Linked DNA regions of Mus musculus: region 2 is linked to region 1. Evidence: chromatin contacts called from public Micro-C data. All regions are on one chromosome and are shown on one strand. The core of a region is the stretch at or near the end of the contact, and the rest is flanking DNA. Distances in the headings are between cores, read along the strand shown. Region 1 holds the start of Disp3 (dispatched RND transporter family member 3). Region 2 holds the start of Exosc10 (exosome component 10).

Region 1 (4,992 bases), core at 317-2,816:
CTGCTGCCCGGAGCTTCCCTTGAGCCTAACAGCTGCTTCTCTCCTTTTGGCAGATACTCTGATTCGGGGAGGTCTGCAGTAGAAGAGGAGGGGGCTGATTGAGCCTGTGTGTTTGTGTGTGTGCACGCCAGTGTCTGTGACCCACACAGCCTGAGCTCCTGCATGTCATGAGGTATCAGCGAGGGTCCTAGGCAGTGGTCTCTGGTGTCCGGTTTATTTTAGCATCCTCCAGCGAGAGCGTGAAGAGGGATGAGTCCTGGCCCACAAACTGGGGCTTGTGGGAAGATTAGGCTTGTCCACGTGGGAGTGAATCCTGGGTCTCTGTGTGCATTGTGTGCGCCTACGAGCCACGATGGGAATATATTTATCAGAAAGGAGTGTGGATTTGTGCGTGGAGTGTTCACGAGTGCTCTATACATAGTGTGTGTGTGTACTTCATTTGTGTGTGGAGCTTGGGGCTGGTGGGTTCAGTGCGCTGTCCGAGGTACTGACCGAGAGTGCAACCAGACTAGCACCCGCACCCAGACTCAGGAAGCATCCCTGTACCAGACAGAGATCCAACAGAGGAAGCCTCCGGGGAGGCGTCTCCTAGGAGAGTTGGGAAAAGTCCTCCCAGCGGCAGGGCTAGCTCTCGGGACTCGCCGCCACTCGTGCTGGTCATCTTTTCCTGACTGTGCTCCACGGCTACTCAGATGCCACCCCATCACAGTCCTTATGGATGTTCTGGGTCGACCCAGGGACCCTCTAGCGCTCCACTTCCATCGCCTGCCTGAGCTTCAGAGGTCCTGGCTGGCACGCAGCGGCACCTGCAGCGGGTTCACCGCAGCCCAAGACTCAAAGAAGGTCCCACCAAGCGCGTGAGTGCGCTCAAGTAGGGGGCAGCTACAGGGGCCATCGTTACCTTTTCCTGTTCCCTCCCTCCTCTGAAGTCCCGGCGGACAGCCGGATTTGGGATGGCTTCAGGCTGACGCTCAACTTTTATGAACCCAGACAGACACCTACCGAGACGAGCAGGGGTATGGAGATAGGGAGCCAGGATGATTCTGGACATTAAACACGCTCCCGCAGACCGAAGCTGCAGCCCGTCCCCAGCGTGTTGGTGCAAGCTTCGGGGGCGCAGGGACAAGCTCTGAGATCTGAACTCTGTCCCATTAGCCGGCTTTCTCAGGGCGTTGAGGCCGGGGGTGGCCTGAGAGCGAGAGAACTTCCCGCACTCCCCCCTCTCCCCGCCCCCAGACCGGGCGCATGTGGCACGTTAGACCCTTCCCCTCTCCAGAGTAGCGCATCCCCAGTCCCGATGGCGCCCAGGGGCAGTCTCACTCACCTCGCTGGCTGAGCCGAGCTAGGCTGATACACGGGTGCCGCAGGGGTTAAGGGGCTTCGGCCACCCCGCGGCGAACACTTGTCCCTTGAGGGTAATTTCAGGAGGAAAGGTCCTCAGAGCTGTAGGAGGCCAGCGGCCCCCAAGCTCCGCTCGCTGGCGAGCAGACCGCCGCCAGGTCCGTGACAACTACGTCCCCAGCGCGCACGCGAAGCACTCGCCGCCGCCGCCGCCGCCGCCGCCGCCGCCGCCTTTTATCTGCTGCCCGCCTTTGTTTGGGTCCCGGTTCCTACCACGGGGTGCGGGGGTGTCCCGGGCAGCCTTTAGAGTCGCGCCTCCCCCCGTCCACTGGCGCCTCCAGCATCAGCGCCTGCGGGCTCTGCGTCACCGTCCGGCTTAGGCTTGCTCTCCGCCGCGCGCTGCTGTCTCCCGATTCCGCCGCCAGGCGCCGCCCTGGCTGCCGCTCCCCCTGCGGGAGCCGCGTGGTGGTACAGCCAGCTTCCCGTGTTGGCGAGCAGGGACTGAGCACAGCGCAGCGACCCCTGGGGGTCAGTCTTAGTCTCTGCAAACGGACCTGGCCATGCCCCCTACTGGCCCCCGAGGTTTCTGGGCACCCAGGCCTTTCCCAGGCGTGCGCTCCTGCTGGCTTCTCTCAGCCCCATCTGCCCAGCCTTGGCACCTCACCAGCCTGCTGGACACTCGAGGGCATCCCCGGGTGCCCTCCGGAGGTGGTTGCCAAGCCCAGGCGCCTGGCACCATCTCTTCCTCCCTCCTCTATTCACCTCTCTGGCAGCAGAGCCCAGAGCTCTGCCAGCCCCTGGGACCAGGCACTCGTCCAGTAACAGCAGAAGGTCCGCCTGACACCCCCTGCTGAAAAGATACCCAAAGAAGAAAGAGCCTAGAAACCAAGGCTATCCCTGGTTTCATTTCTCTTTCAGTGCTCCAAAGACATTGGCCTTGATGTCACCCAAGGAGAGCCAAGGGAACCCTCAAAAGGACCTGGCGCCAGCCTCCCGCTGCAGGAGGGACATCACTGCCGGCTGAGAGGCCACCCAGATGATTATGACACGGACCAGGAAGATAAGCATGTAAGCCACAATCTTGGCCTTCAAGAAGTCCCCATTCTATACAAGAGAATGCAGGATCATTATGAAATAAAAATACCGAAAGCCCCTAGCTCTTTGCTGTGTAGCCCATGCCCCCATCTATATTTTTGAAAGAGGAAACCTAGGGGCCTGGGAAATGGCTTAGCAGGTGTTTGCTGCCAAGCCTGACAACCGGAGTTCAGTCTCCAGGGCAAACTCACTTCTGCGAGCTGTCTTCTGACTTCCACTCGTGCCCTGTGGTACACATGCACATCCCCTCCAAACACACATGCCATACATACATACATACGTACATACATACATACATACATACATAGTTTTAATTAAGAGGGCAGTTTGGGAGTTCTCTGAACCCCTCTCACTTTGGGGTTCTACAGGAAAATCCTGTACCACCCGTCCAGCTTTCTCAAACACAGTCCCTGGGGACTGCATTCACTGGCTGGCGGTCAGGTGGACATTTAGCTACTTATGACCCTGGATGCCCCGGAACTCATCTGTGCAGATGCAAATGACCAGAGCCAATGTTTCTACCCAGGTGTTCTCGTCCCTGCACCACATACTCAGAAATGGTTTTTCAGGGGACCCACTGGCCAGCCATCAAGCCTGTCAGAAGATCTGCAGTGAATTCATGCCATCCTGAAGACATTAGGGTTATGAAATGCTCCTGGCAGGAAGGATCCAAGAAAGGGGAGAGAGAGAGAGAGAGAGAGAGAGAGAGAGAGAGAGAGAGAGAGAGAGAGAGAGAGAGTATGAATAGATAGATAGATAGATAGATAGATAGATAGATAGATAGATAGATAGATAGATAGATAGATACTAAGACCTAGAATGGCGGGTGTGTATATTACTGCCACAGGAGCAGAAGCCCAAAGTGGTACTCTAGATAAAACAGCCCCGAAGTGCCTTGCAAATGTCCAGCTCCACCCAACATATCCCAGGGGAAGGCAGAGAAAGAGGAGCCACGGGGGAGGGTGGGAGGAAGGAGAACCAGGGTAATATTTGTTTCTAAGGGAGCAGTGGGAGACACAAAGTGTTCCCAAGCCCAGCTGAGAGCAGAGGCTGCTTTTCTTGGTGAATGGCTCAGTTCTTCTCAGTTTGTTTCAAGGAGCCTCCTTAAAGATTCCCCCCAAAGTCCCTGTGCTGTTCCCTGCAGTTTGACAGAATCACAGGACACCCCATTTGTGTTCCTAGGGTGCTGTGCCTCCCACCAACTCTTGCTTGTTGATATGACCTCCATTCTCCCGGGAACTACATTTAGTAGATTTGATATGGGTCCTGATTACACTCTCCCTGCTTTCATTCGAGTCATTTCTCCCCTCTCTAGACCTTCAGGTAATCTCCAGAGGGCCACTTCTAGTTTTGCCTTTGGTAAGGGACCTTCTTCAAAGGGAATGTACAGAAGCAGGGGACCTGACCATGGACTCTGTGTGTGTGTGTGTGTGTGTGTGTGTGTGTGTGTGTGTGTTGCAGAGTGATGTTCAGAAATTCTGAAAGGATCTGATTTTCCCAGGCCATCAGCAGGGTTTTAAAATGCAAATAGAACCAACCAGGCCTTTGAAATATGTCTGCTGTAAAGGAGAGCCTGTTGTGGCAGTGGAACAGGTCAAAGTGTGGAAAGCGGTGAGAATCCTTCTCTAGGGCTGATCTCAGCTTTTTCTCTCCTTGTCTAATCCCCTTATATGAAATTATTGTCCCAGCTCAGGCACTCCCCTGAACATTCCCCTACACCCCTCACCTCCAGAAGCTCCCCAGAGGTGACTCCAGTGGCCCTGTGATGGGCCCAGCTGTGAGGTGGCAGAGAATGTAGTTCCCCATTGTCCTCTCTGGCTCTGTAGTTCCCTCTGCCAGAAGTATTTCCTGGGTCTGATTTAAATGCCTCTTAGTGCCCAGGGGCTATTTCTCGAAAACTCTGTCTTCCTGACTAAATGAAAAGTCTTCTTTTGAAAGGGATGGGAGCCATAAAGGGCCACTTTGTCCCCGGCTCTCTTCCTTTAATGCTCCTCTGTCTGGTCTGCAGCTATGCACAAGCAGGACCTCAGAGCTAAGCCTCCCAGTCCACTCCTTACAAGCTGCGGTGTGCCCTTGGGGAAGGAAGTCACTTCCCCTTGCTGAGGCCCCACCTCCCCTCTTATTTATAAAATGGAGCCTGTGAAAGTACCTGCCTCCCAGCATTAGCCATCAAGGTTTACCAGATAAGAACATCTCTATGAAAAAGCAGCACTTAGCACATTGCGTAGCTGTGGATTTGGGTAAACATCAGGGTCTTCTTCAAACTCCTACTAAAAAAAGAGCCAGGGTACCAGTTTCTCCTGTTTTTTTGCTCCATCGGTGAGAAAGATTGTGCACAAATCAGGTTACTTCACCAGATGGCTAAGCAGCTGAGGGTTAAGCATATGGGGAGGGTTGGGAGTGTTTATCTTTAAAAATATGGGACATTAACATGTTGTCCCAGCATGGTGGAAGGGAATAAATACCTTTGGAAGTAGTTCATTTTTTTTTTTTTTAATCTGCAAACACTGTGACTTTGGGGAAATCTGGGGTTGGTTTGTGTGCATGTGTGTTGCA
Region 2 (4,877 bases), core at 659-3,158, 270 kb after region 1:
AATATCTGAGAATGCTCCTTGTCTAACGGGAAACTGAGAGCTGTGATCTGTATCTGGAAGTCACAGCTGCTTCAGAGCTACAGTTTAGAATGGGCAGGTGTGTGACTTTCTGTGGTGGCTTTAGATTTTTGTTGTCACTCCTGAGATGTAGAAGGGCACAGGAAGAGTCAGAGCAATGACTAGAGAGAAAAAGGGAAGAAGAAGATTGGTAATCCTGTAATCGAGTCTGGGCAGAGAGATCTCTGGGAGCTCAGGCCCGTTAGCCCTTGACTAGTGATACTGACTGAGTCCCACGGGGCTCTGACTGACCGTCCCCTTTCTGTCACCTTCCTAGGTGTCCCTTCTGGTAACTGAGGCCTGGAAAACCACGTCGTCTCCTCCCAGGCTTTAGTACCTTGTCTGTGCTTCCAGTGGACTAAAACCATGGACAGACAGTTGGACTTGTTAAATATTTTGAAATGTATATGAAAAGAACTACTGTATATTCAAAGTTGGCTTCCGCCAACCTCCTAGCTGCTGTTGAAAAGACACTGTCAGAAACACAAGGCTTGATTCAGTTCCCAGGACAGTGAAACACAGTAATCCTTCAGAAGCCAAGCCTTGGATTTTGGGAGAACAGAAGATGGGTAACTGAGAAATACGGGTTTTGACTTAACTTACAAGAAAACTCATCATAAACATTGCTGACAGAATAATCCAGTTGGTCCTCTCAACCAGGGGCTCCAACGGCAAGGACACAGAGGTCGGCACTCCACTATCCTGTTACCTCACCCGTCCCTGGATGCAGTGGCGACATTTGCAGGATGGGCCAACATGGCTAAGAGAGTCTGTCTTCCGCCTGACCCCACGATGCTGAAACTCACAAGACCTGCCCTTCCAGGAGGACATTTGTTCAGAAGCCTGGCCACCGGGCATGAGCAGGTGTGCCAAGGATCTCCATGCGGGGCCACACTGGCTCTACTGTGTTCAGTGAGGGAGGGATATGCTGTATTTGCAGCAGGGACTCAGAACATAAATGCTGATCACAGAGGGACACACTAGAGCAGGTTGTGAGTTATAAGCAAAGTAAATATCCAACTAAATACACAAAGTATAAAGTAAAGCCACATCTAGACACCACGTTGTATCTGAGTAAATTTTGTGCCAATAAATGACATCAGAATTTTAAAAGCATATATGTGTATGACTGGCTTTCTGTTCATCATTTTGTAAATTCTGTTATTGGGCTTTGGATTAAACTCAGTGGTGAGCCACTGACTAACAGGCACAGGAGCTAACACCATTACATTCCAGCACTAGACAGGCAACCATGGGTCTCTTGAGTTTCAGGACTACACAGAAAACCCTGTCATAATAAACGAGAATACATACATACATACATACATACATACATACATACATACATACACACACACACACATAGGCGTGTCACTTTATCAGTATGGCACATGTATGTATGTGTATGGGTGCCCATGTCAGCCAGTTGAAGTCATCTGCTCCCTTGGAACTGGAGTTACAAGTGGTCATGAACTTCAAGCCTGCGTGCTGTGGTCCTCTTTAAAAAAAAACAGCGAGTGTTCTTAACTGCTTCAAAACCTCCCTTCCCTCCCTCGCCCAATGTTTTAAACAAATTGGAAAAACCCAATCCTAACGTGGTTTTGCACGTCTTTAATCCCAGCACTTGAGTGGATGAGGCAGGCGGATCGGAGGTGAAGAGCTAGCTTTAAATGTGATTTTGATTGTACCCTCCCTCCAGTTCTCAGGCGAGGCCACAGGTTTGTTAGGATACAGCGTGAAATCAAAGAAAAGCCTAAATTTCCCCATCGTTAAGGCAAGACCCACAAAGCTACGCTACTTGGTGAGGGGTGGGGGGAGGATTTAACCGCGCGCATGCGTGTTACGCCCGCCTCGGGCAGCCGGAACAATCTCGCGAGAAGAGCCGCCCTAGGACGGAAAAATGGCGCCTCCCAGTCCCCGGGAGCATCAGTCCGCGCCGGCGACCAGTGCGACCAAGCCTGACGCGGAGATGGTACTGCCTGGCTTCCCCGATGCAGACAGCTTCGTAAAGGTGAGTTCGCGGGCCCTGGGGCTCCCCAGGAGCCCCCTGTTCTGGCCGGAAACGGGTCTGAGGCTACGGGCTTCCGGCGCCCGTCACGGCGGCCTGACGGCGCGCACGGAGAGCGGGAGAGGAGGGCTCCGCGCTTCCGGTGTGAGCGCGTGTGGCTTCGCGTGTCGAGCCGTGTCCGCGGCCTCGGAGGGGCGTCCTTGTCACTACCTCTCCCGAGGGGCCCGACAGCTGGGAGACGCTCCCTCCCATTGCTCACCCCGCTGCTGCCCTGACGTCCGTTACCCCAATCTCGTGGGTTGACTGTCCCCCGTCACGGGTGACATCAAGCCTCTCCAAGTGTCAAAGGACCTCTTGAGAAGGAGCATAGAGTTTTTTTTTTTTTAATTTATTTAAAGTCTTTGTTCACAAAATTCATGATGCTGTCATTAGGCCTTCACACCTCCCATCTGCCGGGGTCCCCCAACCGTAAGATCATTTTCATTGATGGCCTTGCTGCAAGCAATCTATGTAGACATTAACTTCAAAGTAAATTGCGATCCTCTTGTTAGTTTAAAAAAATATATTATTTTCGTCGCTAATTTGTAACAGTAATTTTGCTACCGTTATGAATCATAATGTAAGCAGGCAGGGTATTGGTGGGTCTGTGACCCATTATTTATCAACGACAGCTGCTTCTGATTGTTTACCCTTAACTACCTCACAACAGTCTTATCGAAAGCACTGGATATAAAATGGTCATCTGAGTGGGGTGGGAGTGGTGCACACCTTTAATCCCAGCACTTGGGAGGCAGAGGCAGGCGGATCTCTGTATGTCTGAGCCCATCCTAACCCAGGTCCTGTAAGAGAAGTGCTAAGCGCTCTTTTAACACTGAGTCTCTCCAGCTCTTGTGAGGTTTTTTTTTTTTATTTATTTCTGTTGAATGGACAGGAATCCGTGTCTAAAATGTGTCTTTTTCTCTGGATTTTCAGTTTGCACTTGGGTCGGTAGTGGCAGTTACCAAGGCATCCGGGGGCCTGCCACAGTTCGGTGACGAGTATGATTTTTACAGAAGTTTCCCTGCCTTCCAGGCATTCTGTGAGACACAAGGAGACAGGTTACTGCAGTGGTAAGTTTATTACGTTGATTGAAAGAAAGAGGGGCTGGAGAGATGGCTGAGCGGTTAAGAGCACTAACTGTTCTTCCAAAGGTCCAGAGTTCAAATCCCAGCAACCAACCACGTGGTGGCTCACAACCATCTGTAATGAGATCCAATGCCCTCTTCTGGTGTGTCTGAAGACAGCTACAGTGTACTCACCTATAATAAATAAATAAATCTTAGAGAGAGAGAGAGAGAGAGAGAGAAGAGAGAGAGAGAGAGAGAGAGAGAGAGAGAGAGAGAGAGAGAGAGAGAGAGAGAGAGAGAGAGAGAGAAAGAAAGAAAGAAAGAAAGAAAGAAAGAAAGAAAGAAAGAAAGAAAGAAAGAAAGAGGAAGAAAGGAAGAAAGAAAAGATTTTCCTGAGGGTCACATACCTCAGCGGTTGGGAAGTAATGAGAATGGTTGGGTTTCTGGGTCTGAATTCCGGTACCAACCAACCACAAAAAAACAAAACAAACAAAAAAAAAAAGCACTGCTAAAGGCCAGTGAACATAGGATAATCGCATGGCCTCTGGTTGTTAAGAGAGCATACATGGAGCCCGGGCTAGCCTGGAACTTGCTATGTAGACCAAGCTGGCCTTGAAAATCTTAGAGATCAACCTTTCCCTACCTCTTGAGTGCTAAAATAGATATGTGCGCCATCACAGCCAGCATGATCTATGATCGTTAAAAATAAATTAGGGGCCAGCAAGATGATTCAGTAGGCAAAAGTCACCTAATTCTAAGCCTGACAGCATGAATTGAACCCCTGCGACTCTCAGGATGGAGCGAGCAAGCTTCTGCAAGTTGTCCTCTGACCTTTACACATGGGCAGGGGAACTCACACATAGATGTACACATTGTTTGTTTGTTTAAATCGTCTTTTGCTGTGTGTGGTGACTCACACCTTTAATCCCAGCACTAGGGAGGCAGAGGTGAGTAGGTCTCTGAGTTAAGGCCAGCGTGGTCTATAGAGTGAGTAGAACAGCCAAGGCTACGTGTTTCTCATCTGTTAATTGTTGGGGGAAATTACCTTAAAGTTATTATTTTATTGAGACTAGGTCTAACTCACTAAATTGCACAGGTTGGCTTCGAACTCACTGGGCCCAAGCCTTCCGTGAAGGCAGTATCACAAGTCTACACCACCAGGCCTGGTTTTGGGTCTTATGTCTGAAACATTGCTGTGAGGATATACATTTTATTAATTTCATCCAGACTGCTGGGAAGCCTGTGATCCGAGCCCTTTGTGGTGTTTTCCCAGACAGTGGATTGGTAGAGTAAAGCAGACATGCTAACCTTGGTTTTCCTCTCTTCCTTAGCATGAGTCGGGTAATGCAGTACCATGGCTGTCGCAGCAACATCAAAGACCGAAGTAAAGTGACTGAATTGGAGGACAAGTTTGATTTATTAGTCGATACCAATGACGTGATATTGGAGAGAGTGGTGAGTGCCTCCTGTCCACATAAGTAAACTCAGACAGAAAGCTCAGATATCAAAATGCAAGGAGAAACCCCAGTGTTACGGAAAATGGAGTAAGTGTAGCCCGGCCTAGCGGCCATACCTATGTCTCAGCACTGGAGAAGCAAAGGCAGGTGGGCCTCTGAGTTCCAGACCAGCCTGCTCTACACAGTAAGACCTCTCTGATAGGGAGATGGGTGGGTGGGTGGGTGGGTGGATAGATAGATGGACATTTT

What was found. Hi-C and Micro-C count contacts between places; a contact is called where the count stands out from the background.
Region 2: a contact with region 1 is called in a Micro-C map of embryonic stem cells, with 3 times the contacts expected there. The contact joins the promoter of Exosc10 here to the promoter of Disp3 in region 1. A contact is called at or near these places in 1 of 39 promoter capture datasets (stem cell-derived epiblast-like cells) and 1 of 484 Hi-C or Micro-C datasets (embryonic stem cells).

The regions. Positions count from the first base shown.
Region 1 is chr4:148,286,399-148,291,390 of GRCm38.p6, forward strand. It overlaps Disp3 (dispatched RND transporter family member 3), which reads right to left and starts at 1,567. Exons shown (of 21, transcript NM_001083342.1): 1 at 1,325-1,567.
Region 2 is chr4:148,556,511-148,561,387 of GRCm38.p6, forward strand. It overlaps Exosc10 (exosome component 10), which reads left to right and starts at 1,909. Exons shown (of 25, transcript NM_016699.3): 1 at 1,909-2,068; 2 at 3,038-3,174; 3 at 4,503-4,626. The coding sequence starts at 1,958. It overlaps Mtor (mechanistic target of rapamycin kinase), which reads left to right. Exons shown (of 58, transcript NM_020009.2): 58 at 335-1,175. The coding sequence ends at 350.